Linked DNA regions of Sus scrofa: region 2 is linked to region 1. The links are chromatin contacts, called in public HiChIP or PLAC-seq maps. All regions are on one chromosome and are shown on one strand. Each heading gives the region's core, a stretch centred on a gene start, on an enhancer-like site or on the middle of the called end of the contact. The rest is flanking DNA. Distances are from core to core; before and after follow the strand shown.

What was found. HiChIP or PLAC-seq counts read pairs in DNA pulled down with a chosen protein or histone mark.
Region 2: a contact with region 1 is called in an H3K27ac HiChIP or PLAC-seq map of skeletal muscle. The contact joins two enhancer-like sites. A contact is called at or near these places in 1 of 47 Hi-C or Micro-C datasets (skeletal muscle) and 1 of 2 datasets of contacts at active chromatin or transcription factors (skeletal muscle).

The regions. Positions count from the first base shown.
Region 1 is chr2:1,727,398-1,734,900 of Sscrofa11.1, reverse strand. All of the region lies in intron 2 of KCNQ1 (potassium voltage-gated channel subfamily KQT member 1), which reads right to left. Among named protein-coding and RNA genes, the nearest start is that of KCNQ1, 56 kb to the right of the region's middle. Within about 2 kb of position 4,605, at least 19 of the 83 cell types and tissues checked have an H3K27ac peak or open chromatin away from gene starts, as enhancers often do. A contact at or near this core is called in skeletal muscle, where this site is marked.
Region 2 is chr2:1,863,022-1,869,825 of Sscrofa11.1, reverse strand. All of the region lies in intron 11 of KCNQ1 (potassium voltage-gated channel subfamily KQT member 1), which reads right to left. Among named protein-coding and RNA genes, the nearest start is that of CDKN1C, 160 kb to the left of the region's middle. Within about 2 kb of position 5,070, at least 4 of the 83 cell types and tissues checked have an H3K27ac peak or open chromatin away from gene starts, as enhancers often do. A contact at or near this core is called in skeletal muscle, where this site is marked.

The DNA of each region.
Region 1 (7,503 bases), core at 3,356-5,855:
GGTTTCCATTCGGCCTGACCTGGGGAGGCAGAGAACGTGATTATAACCCATCTGAATGCAGGATCCTGGGGCGATTATTCTGGCACCTGCGCGGCCCCCGGCCCCCGCCCCGCGACCAGCGACTCCGGCGGCCCACTCGTCCAGGGGCGGCAGCTGGCAGACCCCACCGCGCCGCGCCCCACGGCCACGAGGCCCCAACGGCTCATCCTATTATTCCTGCCGCCGTCCCTGGGGCTGCCCCCCAGGGGCCCCCACGTGGAGTGCCGGTGCCAGGCCCCCGCCCGCGCCCGGCAACACGGCTGCCTGTTCAGCCTGATCCCCGTTATGTTATGTCAGCTGTTACCCCGCGCTTAAAACAAGGCACTCCAGCTGGCCAGGGTCAGATGTAAAAACAAGCCCTAACAAAACCCGGCCCTCCAGCTACCCCGAGCCGGAGACCCCACTGAATGTGGCACTTAATGACGGGCAGAGCATAAAGGAAACACCTGTCCACGGAGGCACATTCTAATCCCGCTAAATCCCCAATGGAGGGGCCCGCGGGCCGCAGCAGGCGCCCCCACCCCAGCCTCTGACTTTTGTCCTGGGCCTCGGGGAGACGCCGGCGACGACGAGGGCCCCGCGTTCAGGCAGGCAGGGCGGGAGCAAAAACACGGAGCAGCCTCCCCCGGCCAGACCCAGAGCTGCAGAGGGCAGAGCACGGCGGGGGGCCTCCTCCCGGGCAGCGGAGGGCGGCCTGGGTGCCTGCGAAGACCCTCCCCCCCACCCCCGCCCCAGTAGGCCGACACCTTCTAGAAGGGCCCGGGGACGCCTGGCCCGAAAGGCCCTCCTGCTGACCCAGGAGGCTGAGCTGAACACTCCGTCCCACCAGCGCAGACCGCGGGGCCCCTACTCGTCCCCCACCCCCGCAATCTGGGGCGGCTCCGGTTCTCAGCCGGGACGGTTACCAGCCTCTGAAAGGGGCAAAAGAAAAGAGGCAGGTGCAGCGGGAGAGCTGGGGCGCACCCAGATCCTGCTGCGTGCACACACGTGTGCACACAGACACACACACACGCACACACACCCCAGGTGCCAGGAGAGGCCACGGGGCCCACTGAGCAGACCCCTGGCCCCGTCGCCTCCTGCCTGAGGAGGTGGGGCCGCCCCAGTGCCCCCGTGTCCTCAACCAGCAGGCTGTGGTCTCTCCCTGCAGGGCCCCGGGGCCCCAGCGGGATCTGGGAGACGCTGGCCCAGGGCAGTCGGGGTGCCAGGTGGGGACACCGCCAGCAGAGACACCCCGTAGGCAGGCTGACGCCAACACCCATCGCACATCACAGGGCTTCGAGCCTGCAAACAGGAAACCCCACGGACACCAAGAGGCCCAGAGCTGGCGGGTTACACAGCCGGTCTCGGGCCCGGGGCTCTACACAGCCTTTGCCGTCTCCCCGGGACCCAAGCAGACCCACCAGCGGGCAGGCACCAAGGGGCATCTCCGCTCTCCTTCAGGAGGAAACGCTGGGGGCCCGGGGCAAGCCTGCCACTCCGTCCCTCAGCCGCAGGTGGGCTCCAGGCACAGAACTGCCCGCGGCCAGCCCAAACCCGTGACGCCCACCACTCCGCGTCGGGTTGCGGGTCTCTCGGGAAGGTCTCCTCTCCCTCCTGCTCAGCCCCCCCCCCCGCCCCCCGTTCTGATGACGTGATGGACAGGACCGTCCCGGCCTGTGACAGAGCGTGGGCTTCACAGCGGGCACCTTTGTTACGAGAACGCGTCTCCGCAGGGCACCCCTGCACAGACCCCCACAGCCCCCCCGCAGGGCCCCCCACCTGCGCAGGTTCCGGTTACAGCTGAGGATTCCCGTTTTCGCGGCTCTCGGCTGAGCACAGACCCCACGAAGGAATGTCAGCTGTCCCCTCAGAGCAGCTGCCTCCAGGCCAGGAACGCGGCCAGCCCAAACCCGTGACCCCCACCGCGGACGCGACCCTGGCGGGGCACAAACTACGTCCCCAGGGGTGGGCACGGCCCAAGCCCCCACCCTGGGCCCCACAGGGGGCCCCGTGGGCCCCGAGCCCTTGGTCTCCTGCACAGGCGTCCTTGGGGGCTGGGGACTGTCCCCTTTATAAAGTGGGGACCGCGCACTCGCCCAAAGAAGCCCAGGAGGGAGACCCTGAAGAGAGGGCCGAGGCCACTAGAGGTCAAAAGGGACAAACACCACCCGTGAGCAAAACACGCCACGCAGCCGGGAGAAGCAACGACACTCGCGCGTGGACGGGGTTGGAAAGCAGGGCCCTGCAGGCGTCAGAGGATGTGAGGTCCCCACAGCGAGCCAGGGTGCAGGGCCAGGCTCTGGTGTAGGGGCTTTAAGGGGCCTCAGGCTAGTGTCCCAGAATCAAAGGGGGCTCCCATTCTTGGGGGTCCCCACCGGGTGGCAAAGGGGTGCTGGAGAATGAGCCCAGACCCCTGATCTGCTCATCAGCAGCTCCAGATCTGCTTGGCGGCCCCTAAGCCTCTGTCACAGACTCTGGTGGAGATGGGAGGGGCAGGGAGGGACCCAGATGTGGCACAGCCGCGGGGCTGCCGGGGTCGCACCCACCCCACCTGGCACGGGGAGGATGGAGGCAGCCGTCTGTCCCCACCAGACACGTGCCATCCGGGAAGGGCCCTTCCTCACCTGTATGAGCGCGGCCCAGACGCCACGTCCCCTTCACCCCCTTCCTCACCCAGGCCAGCGCCCCTCCAGCTCGTGACCTGGGGTCAGCAGCAGGGGCCCCAGCAGCCGGAGCTGCAGGCTGCTCTGCACCCCCAGGCTACATGGTCAGAACCCCAGGCTGTGGCTCCAGCCGGCGCCACTGTCCCTCTGCCTCCAGAACCGAGAGCCGGTGCAGAAACACCCCCAATGCGAACCCTAGTCATATGGGAACCTCCTTTGGCTTTCAGTGTTTCTCCCCCAAACCCACGAGGCTCAGGTTTGCCCGGAGAGGGTTAATGGGGACGCCCGAGCCAGGCTACAGCCAGACGGCGCCCTGGTGGAACACACGTGTGCACCACCACTTTGTGCTCCCGGGGGCAGGGGGGGAGCAGCCCCCTCTTACATGGGGCCCTGCAGTGAGGGTCGCAGGGGCACAGACATGAAGCTGTGTCCTGCCCCCGCGTGCTCACCCCTATTTGCACACAGATGCTGGCACGCAGTGGATGTGCTAGAAACACCTGCTGGCTGAAGCAGGGTGGAGAGACGGGGTGGACTGAGGCAGCGCATCAGGGAAGGCCTGGGCAGCGGGAACCAGTTCTCGTCAGGGGCTCCCGTGTGCCAGGGACAGAGACCAAGGAGCTCAAGGTCGTGTGGAGGGCAGATGCCTTCCCAGAGCACCCGAGGGAAGCAGGTGAGGTATGTTACTGGGCAAGCGGAAAGGCATTCCAGGAGTGAATGGACGGGAGTGGGGCTTTGTCGGGTGTGTAGGAGTTCACTAAGCGGGGGGTGAAGGCTGAGAGAACAGCACTTGGAGGAGGCGGCGGCCCTGGAGAAAATACGACGTTGGGGTGAGTGCACGGAAAATGTGGGCCACTGGCTGGTGCCCCGACCACGGGAGACATGCCCTGGACGCTTGTGTCTCCCCCCGCGTGGGGGCGAAGGGCGGGGCGGGTGTGCACACAGCAGGCTCTCCATGGCACTGCCGGCCCGACCTGGCCCAGGTGTCTTCACTGGCCCCCGAGGAAGAGGGTGCAGGGAGCAGAGGCGGAAAACACGCGGGTCTGCAGGGGCCGGGCTGGGGTGAGCTGGGCCGGGCCACCGAGGACAGAGCCTGGGCCTCGCTCCCGGGCCACACGAGACCCCTGGAGGGGCCCGGAGAGTCCGCCGGGGCCCGTGCTGCCGCTGGGAAACTGGGGCCGCAGAGCGGGGCAGCCTGGCTGGTGCAGGGCCGCTCTGGCTGGCCGGGCGCTGGGAGCGGCGGCCGCGAGGGAGGAAGCGGCGATGACCTCATTCCCTAGGCCTCCGGGCCGCGGCGCACGGGGTTGGAACCGCAGGCATCGCCGGGCATTCCCTGGTATGCTCCCCACCAGAAGGCACGCAATCCGCCGCTTGTGTTGTGCTCTTGAGAGCCTCTCGCTTTGTGTGGGATTTGCAAAAGGAGGGAAGAAAACCACGCTGCGATTTTGAGAGGCAAAACCAGCCCCTCACCTGGGCCCAACCAGGGTCTTTTATGAGGGGGGCGGAGGGCGGGGACGTGGGGGGGGAGTGAGAGGGGGTGTTTCTAGGGCAGCAGGACGGGGGGAGAACGGGGGAGAAACAAAGAGCCACCCAGACCCACAACCGGTCCCCAGGCGTGCGTGTGCACGCAGAAGGGCAGCACCAGAGCACGCCCAGGGACACACACGCGTGCACACGGCCATGTGCAGACGTGCAAGCACACTCACGCTTACACGGCCCCACAGACACGCGTGCACACGACAGGCACGCACGCGTAAACACACACACAGTGCTTCCTCTGGACACAGGAGCCGTGTGGGAGCCCCTTTCTTCCCCTGGGAAAGCACAAGCCAGGCTCGGATCGCACACGCGCATTAACAGCCCGGGGACAGACCCCGCAGCAGGGCCCAGATTCCACCCCAAATGGCTTTTTCAGGCCCCCCGAGCCCCCCGTTCCGCAGAACGCTTAATCCCTCGGAGGCCAGCTCGGGGCTCCCTCACACAGCGCCGAGATAAGAGCGTTCTGGCCCCATAAAAGCGAGTGCATGAAAAGAAAGCAAGAAATATGGGCTCTCTGGGAAAACACAGCTTTGAATGACTTTTTTTCCACCATTTAAACGTCGTGCTGCTCGCGGAATCCTGCGCGGAGCCCACGCTCGGCCCCTCCCGGGCTCCCGGCTGCGGTCTGGCTCCGCGCTCTGCGCTCTGGGCCCCGGGCCAGCGGCGCCCTGGGGCCGCGGACAACAGCGCCACCTGGTGTCCCGCCCCGGGCCCGCAACGCCGCGCCACTGCAGCCCCCGCCCCACACCCGGTCTTCCTCTGCCTCGCGGACTGCAGGCTCCGGGGAGCCCCCCACCCCCACCCCCGCCACTGCCGCCCCCACCGAGAGCCTGCCCTGCCCACCTGGAGGCTGCCAGCTCAAACCCACCTCAAATGATCTGTCTGCACCGGGCCAGCGAGTTAGGAAATCCTTGGAAACCTGGCAAGGCCGTCAGAAGGTGAGGTCTGAGGCCGTTGTGGCTGACCCTCCATTGTGCAGATGGGGACACTGAGGCCCAGGGCCACACAGCAACTGGAGGCTCCCATGGGGCAGCTCGGGGCACCTGGGCTCAAAGGAGGGGTGTCCACAGCTCGGAGGCACCGTTCTGGGCCTGAGAGCAGGGGTGATGGGCACAACCACTGGGCCCCTGGCCTCGAGGGTGGGGAGTGGCGCAAGGATGGCCCTGTGGCTCTGCGTCACACCAGGATGGCTGCGGGATGAGCAGGGTGCCCGAGGAGGGACGAGGACCCCGGCAATGGTCAGTGATCGGGTAGGTGCGCAAAGGCAGTGACGGCCAAGTCGAGGCCCAAGCCGTCCTGGGACATGCCAGAGGAGCAGCCGGGCCAGAGCAGAGCACGTGCAAGGGTCCTGGGGCAGCAGGGAGTGTCTAAGGGTCAGCAAACAGTACATGGGGTGGAAGGGGCAGGGGGTTGGGGGGTGGGGACAGAAGTGTGGGGCCCCCAGGATCTAAATGCCACAGGAACTTGGAGAATGTTTTGGAAAGACACCCCCCCGCCGCCCTTGGCTGCCATGTGGAGAGGCATCCTGGGGGACATGAGGTGGCAGCGAGGTTCAGGGAGGTGGCACTGGTCTCTCCCCTCACAGGGCGGAAGAGGAGATGGGACTGCAGCAGGATTAGGCCCTCTGCTTGGAGCAGGGGAGCTGTTCACTGGCACACCCAACCAGGATCCTAGAGGGAGCGGGGCACAACCCGCACCCCTCTCCCCTCCCGCCTGCCCCCCTCCCCACTCAGACCCCGTCCTCAGCAGGGGTAACGGTGCCTGCAGTTCAGAGAATGGCCACAAGGTGGCGCGCGGGCCTCACAAATGTCAGGACAGCGGGTAGGGTCTGCTCAGGAGGGAGGGCAGTGGGCTTGGGGTTGGGGGCTGCCTGCCAGGGGGCTGCTGGGATTCGACAGGGCCCCCCTGCCACCTCCCCCAGCTCCGGGCCTCACTCCACCATGAAATCTGCCCTGAGGAGCCCTGTCTGAAGGTGAGAAGCACTGCCTTGGTGAGTGTTGCTCCCGGCCAGCCCGAGGGGAGAGGGGGGCCCAGGGCCGCCCAGGTCTGACCCCACCCCAGGGCCGTCCTGGGGTGGCCCCCCACTACTGGTCTGGTTTCTACCACCAGCGCAGGGCTGGGGACCCACTGACACATCAGGGGTGATTCCCAGGCTGGGACTCTGGGTGGGCTGCCCCCGACCTACCCAACCCTCCCAGCATCACCCAGAGGCCCTACCTGAGCTGCCCCCTGGGGCCGGGCCCCTCAGTGCTCACGGACGCTGGGTGCAGGGCCCAGGGTGGGGGTCACTGGGGTGCCTTACATCCCACTGGAACCCAAGAGTGAGCCCCCAGCAGAGGAGGGACGGACCCAGCTCCCTCAGGGGGGCTTACGGGCTGACCTGTCCCCAGAACATCATGAGTTGGCGTCCTGAACCTGCTCCCCAGAACGTGACTGTCCTTGGGGACACGCATGGCCTTGAAAGAGGAGATGAAGGTCAAGGGAGGCCACCGGGGTGGGGCCTGCTCCCACAGGACTGGGGTCCTTAGAGGCAGCGGAGGTCGGGACACAGACACACACAGAGCGACGGCCCTGCGAGGACACGGGGGGCAGACGGCCGTCCACACGCCCAGGAGAGAGGCCTCGGGAGGGACCAGCCCTGCCCGCCCCTGGGGCTCGGACGCCACCCTCCGGGACGGGGGACATCGGCTGTCTATTGTTGGAGCGCCCTGGCCTGTGGTGTTTGCTACAGCGGCTCGAGCTGACCCACACAGGGGTGAGAGGCTGGCCGGGCCCCGGGGCCCAGCGTCTGAGCACTCACTTTTGGTAGAAGGACAGCCCCAGAATCTGGGCCTGCACCTCAGGGTCTGCCTGCACCCCCCACACCCCCAGCCCCTGCCTCCGGACCCCTCAGGTTCCAGCGGACAGGGCATTGAGTCACCCTGGCCAGAGGAGAGGGCCCAGGAGCAGGTCACAGAGCTGACATGCCCTGTGGTGACCGGGCAGGTACTCAAATCACCCTGAGGTGACCCCCAACTTTCTGCCCTCCCCCCATACACAGCCCCTCCCCCGTGGTCTGGGAGGCGGGAAGGACATTCCCCAGCCTGGGAAGCAGACACAGGGCCGGCCAGGGGCACCCAGGAATGCCCACGGCAGACAGAAGTATCGCCCTGCCCACCACTCGCCTGCAGGAAGACTGGCCCCTGAGGCCCTGGCACAGACCTGGCGGGTGCCCAGGGCTGCTTCCAGGGTCTCTGCGACCAGGGGGATGGGGGGAGGCGGGAGAGCGCCACGACCCCAGAAG
Region 2 (6,804 bases), core at 3,821-6,320, 130 kb before region 1:
AACTGAGTCACTCTGCTGTATGCCTGACACCCACGCCCCATTGTAAACCAAGTGTACTGCCATGGAAAATAAAAAGTGTCATTGAACTGAAACAAAGAACACTATACCACCTTCTTGAAAGACAGGAGAGAAGGTTTGAAGAACTGGGAAGACCTCTCCCACTCAGGGACCGGAAGACAGCGCTGCTGAGAAGCCACCACTCCCCAAACTCATCTCCGGGTTCAGCGCAATCCCGCTCGGAATCCCAGCCTCACTGCAGAGATCGGCAGGCGGACCCTGAAATCCACAGGCAAATCCAAGGGGCCCAGAACAGCTAAACCATCGTGAAAAACAAGGGCAAGTTTGGAGGGCGCACACCACACCGCCCCCCACCGATTTCAAAGCTGACTACAGAGCTACAGGGATCCAGGCAGGGCGGGGAGGACAGGCGGACAGACAGACAGATCAGGGGGACAGAACTGAGAGGCCAGAAGTAAGCCTGTGCGTGGAGGTCAACTCAGCATTCATTTTCTTTTAGTTTTAGGGCCGCACCCGTGTCATACGGAGGTTCCCAGGCTAGGAGTCAAATCGGAGCTGTAGCCGCCAGCCGACACCACAGCCACAGCCACAGCCACATCAGATCTGAGCCTCATCTGCGACCTACACCAAAGCTTATGGCAGCGCTGGACCTTAACCCACGGAGCCCGGCCAGGGATTGAACCTGTGTCCTCATGGATGCTAGTGAGACTCGTTTCCCTCTGAGTCACGATGGGGACTCCGAGGTCAGTTTATTTTTGGAAAGGGTGCCCAAGACCATTCAACGGGGAGAGAACAGTGTTTTTAACAAATGGTTCTGGGATAACTAGACCTCTACCTGCCAAAGGAAGATGCTGGAATCTGACCTCACACTGTATACAAAAATTAACAGCATCACACACCTGCGCGTAAGGGTTAAAACTATAAGAGTCCTACGTGAAAACAGAGATAAATCTTTGTGACCTTGGATTTGCATATTGTTACTTAGATACAACACTAAACACAAGCAATGAAAGAGAAAACATAGGGAAAGCTGGACTTCAAATTCTAAGCGTTTTGAGAGCCAAAGGACACCATCGAGAAAGTGGACAGACGTTCCTACCGAAACCCCCCCGTGAGGCGGGGGCTTGTATCAGGGATATTTAAAGAACTCTGCTCAATACGAAAAAGATAAAGAACCCACCCACCAAACAGGCAAAAGGACCTAACTGGGCATTTTGTAAAAGAAGACATACAAATGGCCAATAAACACCTTACAAAGACACTCGGTGTCATGAGCTGTCAGGGAAATACAGTTTGAAACCACGAGGCAAATCACTTCCCACCCACCGGGGGGGCCGTGGTGAAAGTGACAGACAGGGGCAAGTGTCCAGAGGGTGTGGAGAAACCAGACTCTCGGACGACCCTCCTGGGGACAAAGATGGGGCAGCCACTCTGGAAAACAGTCTGGCTTAAACCCTGGGCGACAGGACAGCCCAGCAAGTCCACTCCTCGATGCCCACCTGAGAGAAAAGAAAACCCATGTCCGTAAGAGAAGCTGGTACCCAAATGTTCCCGATGACATGACACAGGCACCGAAAAGGGGAAACAGTCCCCGTGTCCCCCGGTGGTTGAATGAGCAAACAAGATGTGGCCCAGCCGTATGCTGGGATGGGCCTTGCCCTCACGGATGCCCAACGCACTGACCCAGGCTACAACACGGGTGAGGCTTGACCGCACCGTGCCCCGAAAGAGGCCAGTCAGACCAGAGAGTGTATGGGTCCCTTCCATCAAATGCCCAGAACAGGCGACTCCACGTGGGCACGAAGGAATTTTGCGGCGGCCCGGGGTTGGGCAGCAGGAGGAGGGAACGGGCGGCGGCGGGCAGAGGGTGCGGGGCTTCTTGGAGAGGCGCTGGAGGTGTTCTGGAATTAGACAGGGTGACGGCGGCCCAGTTCTGAGCGCACCCTCGAATCACACCCTTCCCATGGGGGAAGAGTACGGTATGCGGAGTCTATCTCCATAAGGCTCTCAGGAGACAAAAACGCAACCCCAAAAGCACCCGGCGGAGAACCCCACACCCCAGCAGGCCCGGAGAGTAGCCCCCGAGCCAGGCCTGCCCCCGAAGGCGGCGGGGCCCAGCAAGCCCGGCTCCTGCCCACGTGTGGTCGCGGGCTCCCAGGCTGGATGTTTCTCATGGTGAAGGCCCAGGCGCAGGGAGCCAGACGTCCGCTGCAGCTGGGGTGGGGGTGGCGGGGCCTGGAAGCCGGACAGCAGAGATGGAGGCTCCCACGCTCCAGGGCCAAGCTGACGTGACTAAAGCTAAACAGAGCCCGTGCCACAACGGGGTTCCAGTAATTCTGCGCAGCGCGCGGAGGCCCTCGCCAGCGACGGCAGCAGCGGGGAGGGCGGCGGGGCAGGCAGCCCCAAAGGTAATTTGCACACGGAGTTTATAAGGCCCCTCAGCTCTTTTAAACATATGCTTCTCTGATTATAAACAGCTGATGGCTCACAAGATTCAGATTTTCCAGCAAGGCTTCCAAAAAAAGATTACACTCCGAGCAGAGAAAGGTGACCAGGCGCTTTGCTGTGGACACACATCCAGCCGTGTTCTCCTACAGCTGGAGCCGCCCCCTTTGCCAGGCTCCAGGCGTGGCGCATCTGCAAAGGGCTTGCTGCCATCGATGTGGGATGGGCTGTGGACCTGGGCAGGGAGGGGACAAAGGAGACGGGACCCCCGTCTCCACCAGGTCCTCTGCCTCCTTGGAGCTGAGGCGCTGAGTTCACCTCCTGCACTCAGACCTGGGGCCAGGGCTCAAAGTGGCCACGGGCCGCTGGCTGCCACCCATGGATGGCTGTGCAAGCCCGGCCACACCCTGCACACTGAGGCTGCGTGGCTGCAGGGGAAGGACAGACAGAGCGAGCCCAGGAAGCCTGGATGCGAAGCGGGGCTCCAGCACCTACTGCCTGTGTGATACCTGGCAAGCCCCTGGACCTCACTGCCTCTCGGTTTCCCCATCAGCCAGGCGGGTTGTCCCAGGGTTCATCGAGTTACTGTCCTAGAGCCCCGAGACCTGGGTCTGAGAGCGGGAACACTTGGAATCATCGACCCGGAAAACAGACCTGCTTATGCGGAGGGGCCCTAGCTGCTCCCGTCTGGCACCGTCCCGGGTCCAGGCTGCTCGGAGAGCCTCACTGGGGTTCCCAAGTGGATGTGCAGGTGGATGGCCCAGAACACCTGCCAGGGAGTGGGGCCGCGGAAGCAGGGGCTGCCCCGGCGAGGTGGGGGCTGGGTCCCCAGGTAGGGTCCGTACCTGGCCTCCAGAGGTTTAACAGAATCTCCCGCATACTCACTACTTTTGTCCCAACGGATGCTGGCAGAGCAGAAACCCTAGCCCCCAACCCACCAGAAAGCACTGGCCTTCCCCAAAGACCCGGCAGAGCAGAAAAACGGGAGGGGGCTTTGGTGCCACTCCCCACCCACACAGGGCATCCCGCCACCCCCACCCTGCCATGACTGCTCCCTTTCAGCACGGCTGACCCACGAGAAAGCCGTCCACATCTGCGGGCGCGGGACACCACGGGGCCGGACCGGCTGTCAAGACTTCCCCCAGGTCCTGCGAGAACCCTCAGCGTGGGACAGACGTGAAGGGGTTCGGGGTCCGACCTCCGGCCCGAAGGCCGCAGCCGAGGAACAGGACAGAGCAGAAGTATGACTTGCACGCCTGGCATATATACCGCTGTCCCCCAGGTGCGGGTACGGTCAAGCCCTGGTGAAAGCTGGCAGGTAGGCTGAGCCCTCCCTGCTACCCATCGAGAGCCATACTGACCCTGGCACGGACAGCTGTAGCCGCCAGCTACTGCCGAGTAACAAATCACCCTACGACTTCACAGCCTCACAGACGTTCCCCTGTCATCTCTCACATTTCCGGGGGTCAGGAACCCAGGAGCAGCTGGGTGGTTCTGGCCCAGGGTCTCGTGGGAGGCTCAAGTCAGGATGTGCGCCCCGCTCTGATGGCTGGACTGGGGCTGGAGGCCTCGGTTCCCCTGGAGCAGACCCCACCCCGGGCCTGCGTGAGGGTCCTTACAACACGGTGGCTGGCTTCGTTCAGAGTCACTGATCCCCGTGAGAGAAAGCAAGGGGGAGCTGTGGCCCCTCTCGTGACCCGGCCTTGCTGGCCCCACCCTGTCCCTCCCGCCACATTCTATTCGTCGGAGGCGGATCGCCGCGTCCAGACCAAAATCAAGGGGAAGGAAATAACTCCGCGTCTCGAGGGGAAGCGTCCCAAAGACCCCCGGGCCCATCTTAAAACCGCTCTGCAGTCAACGGCCCTTCCTTCTCACTGCGGCCTTTTTTGTCCAGATTCCCTCTATCTGCCCCCTGAGCCCGTCTGGCTCACTGAGGGGGCCCAGTGGGTTCTCTGAGGACCCCCGCCCCCCACGGCCAATCACCTGGTCCCCACCGCTCCCCAGAGCCCTGGCGGGTTTCATGGCAGTCGTCTCCCCTTTTCAGCACGAGCTGAGCGAACAGTGAGGCAGTGGGGTCCCTGCAAACATCTGACCCTCCCAGTGTGGACGGAGGGGACCCTTCCGTGTTTAAGAAAGCCTGTGATCACCAGAGCTACGCGGATGGGACTTCTTGTCACCAAGCACCTCTCCCAGACTTTGAGTGATCACTGAGAACACTGCCCGGGGCAGCCCTGGCACTGCCAGAGTTCCTGAGTGCTTGGGCCCACCCAGCTTGAAGGTCTCAGAGACTGTGGCTGCGTGATGGCCGTGGTGACGGCAGGCCGGGCAGGCAGGGGGGCAGACGCGGCCCGGGGTGGGGGCGTCGTGGGAAGAAACTGCCTCTGGAAGGTGGTGGTGAAAAAGACTCTGGCGGGGGCGGGGGTCTGGCAGGGCCCCGCTCCCTGCGCGTTCCCACCCCCAGCGCCTGGCATCCAACCAGGCCCCAAGCAGGTGCTCAGGAGACAGCTGCTGACTTAACCCGCATCGAAGCGGGGGCTCTGGAAGGACTGTGCTTGGCTAATCAAGGCTTGGCTGTGCGATGCCCAAACATATACACACAGCACAGCTGCCCTCTCGATGGGAAGCGGCCCACACCCCACACTGCCACTCACAGGACTGCCTGGACCTGGGGGCCCTCCCTACCCCCGGCATGCATTTGGCATCACGTTATCAACGACCCCGATTGAGGAAAGCAAATCTGCTCATGGGGCAAGGCCAGCACCGGCCCGAGTGTGGCACAGTCACCTGAGGGCTTCTTCCCGTGGCTCCAGCCCCCTGTGGTTCTTGGAGAAGGGGAGCTCTGGGGGCCTAAGAACGTGCTGGAATGTCAGCACCAGGGCCTGGTAGCTAAGTCAGGGACGGTACCCTAGACAGCCGTGCCCGTGGCGTGACAATGTCCCAGAGCCAGGGGCGCTCACTGCAGTGGGCAGGGCCATAGGGCTGACGTCGGTCCCCGGGCTTCTCAGGTCCTATCTGTTAACCTAGCACCCATCCCAGGGCGGCCCCAAGCTCCCCCTGCCCTCCGCCCCACAGCCCGACCAGAACCGCTGGGGTGGGAGGATCCTGGCCTGGCTGCTCCTTCTGCCTCCGCAGCCGCCACCTGCTGCCAAGCCTCCCGCCTCTCACTGGGCGACGGCGTGTCTCCCTCGGCCCTCGGGGCCCCCGGCCTCCCCCGCCCCCTCCTGTTTGCTCTCCAGCCTGCAGCTGGAGCGATAGGGATCTTTCTAGAAGGAAGACCTGGTCTTCGCCACCGCTCTCCCCAAGGCCCAAGAGGCGCCTCCTCATCCTCCACGGCCCGCGGGGCCCAGAACCACGGAGTCTGCCCACGCCCGCTGGGCGTGGGTGCCAAGCTCGGAGAACACGAGGCAGGGCGGTGTGGGGGACCGAGCTGCGGTGGGGCCAGGACCCTGCAGTGGCGTGTGTTGTATGCAGTGTGTGCACGCGTGCAAAGGGCTGTGCTGAGGACCAAGGAGGGCCCGCTGGGTGCTGGGGACGTGGGGACAGTGGGGGTCCAAGTGGGCTTCTGGACAGTCATGTCACCCTCACAGGGAGACCCTAGGCTCCTGGTCCCCCTACATTCCTGTCCACTTCAGGGAGCAGCAGGGACCTTCCTAGGAAGGTGGGCTGGAGGGGGCCACGTGGGCCTGGGCCTCTCTGCTTTGGAGGGAACCCAGATGAGCCTGAAGCTGCTTCCACCCTCAGGCTCTAGGGGTGGGGTGCGGTGGCGGGCCGACTGAGGCCCAGGGGACCCCTCAGCCAGGCCCTGCCACGTCCAGTCCCTTGGGCGAGGAGCTCCCGCTCCGTCCTTTCCTGCTGCCCGGCCCCGCGAGCTTCCTCGGGGACCCGCGGGGCTCGGAGCCCCATCTGCACTTCTGTGCTGGCAAACACAGGAGAATTGGCTCAGCAACTTCCTCCCTTAATCTCCCACCCCCATTCTAAATACCTCGGAATCAAGAGAGAAGCCGAGTGGACGTTTGGAGCCTTAATTCTCTTCAGCTGTGTGCGTGTGTGTGCGTGCGTGCATGTGTGTGTGCGTGTGTGTGTGTGCTTGGGTGCAGAGGCCTGCAAGGAAACCTTTTGAACCCCGAATATCAGTGCTGGAGGGAGCAGCCCCCACACGTACAGATGAGATAAACCAGACGTCTTGTCGCGCAGGGAGCCAGAGTCAAGGCCACCAGATGCCCAGGCTCTGTGCCCCACACCCACGCCGCGGTCCTGAGCCCACGAGGGTGACAAGGGCCAGGGGCCAGACTCCAGGGCTTCCAGGACCAGGGAGATTCCGGGCTTGCCCGGGCCCGGGTC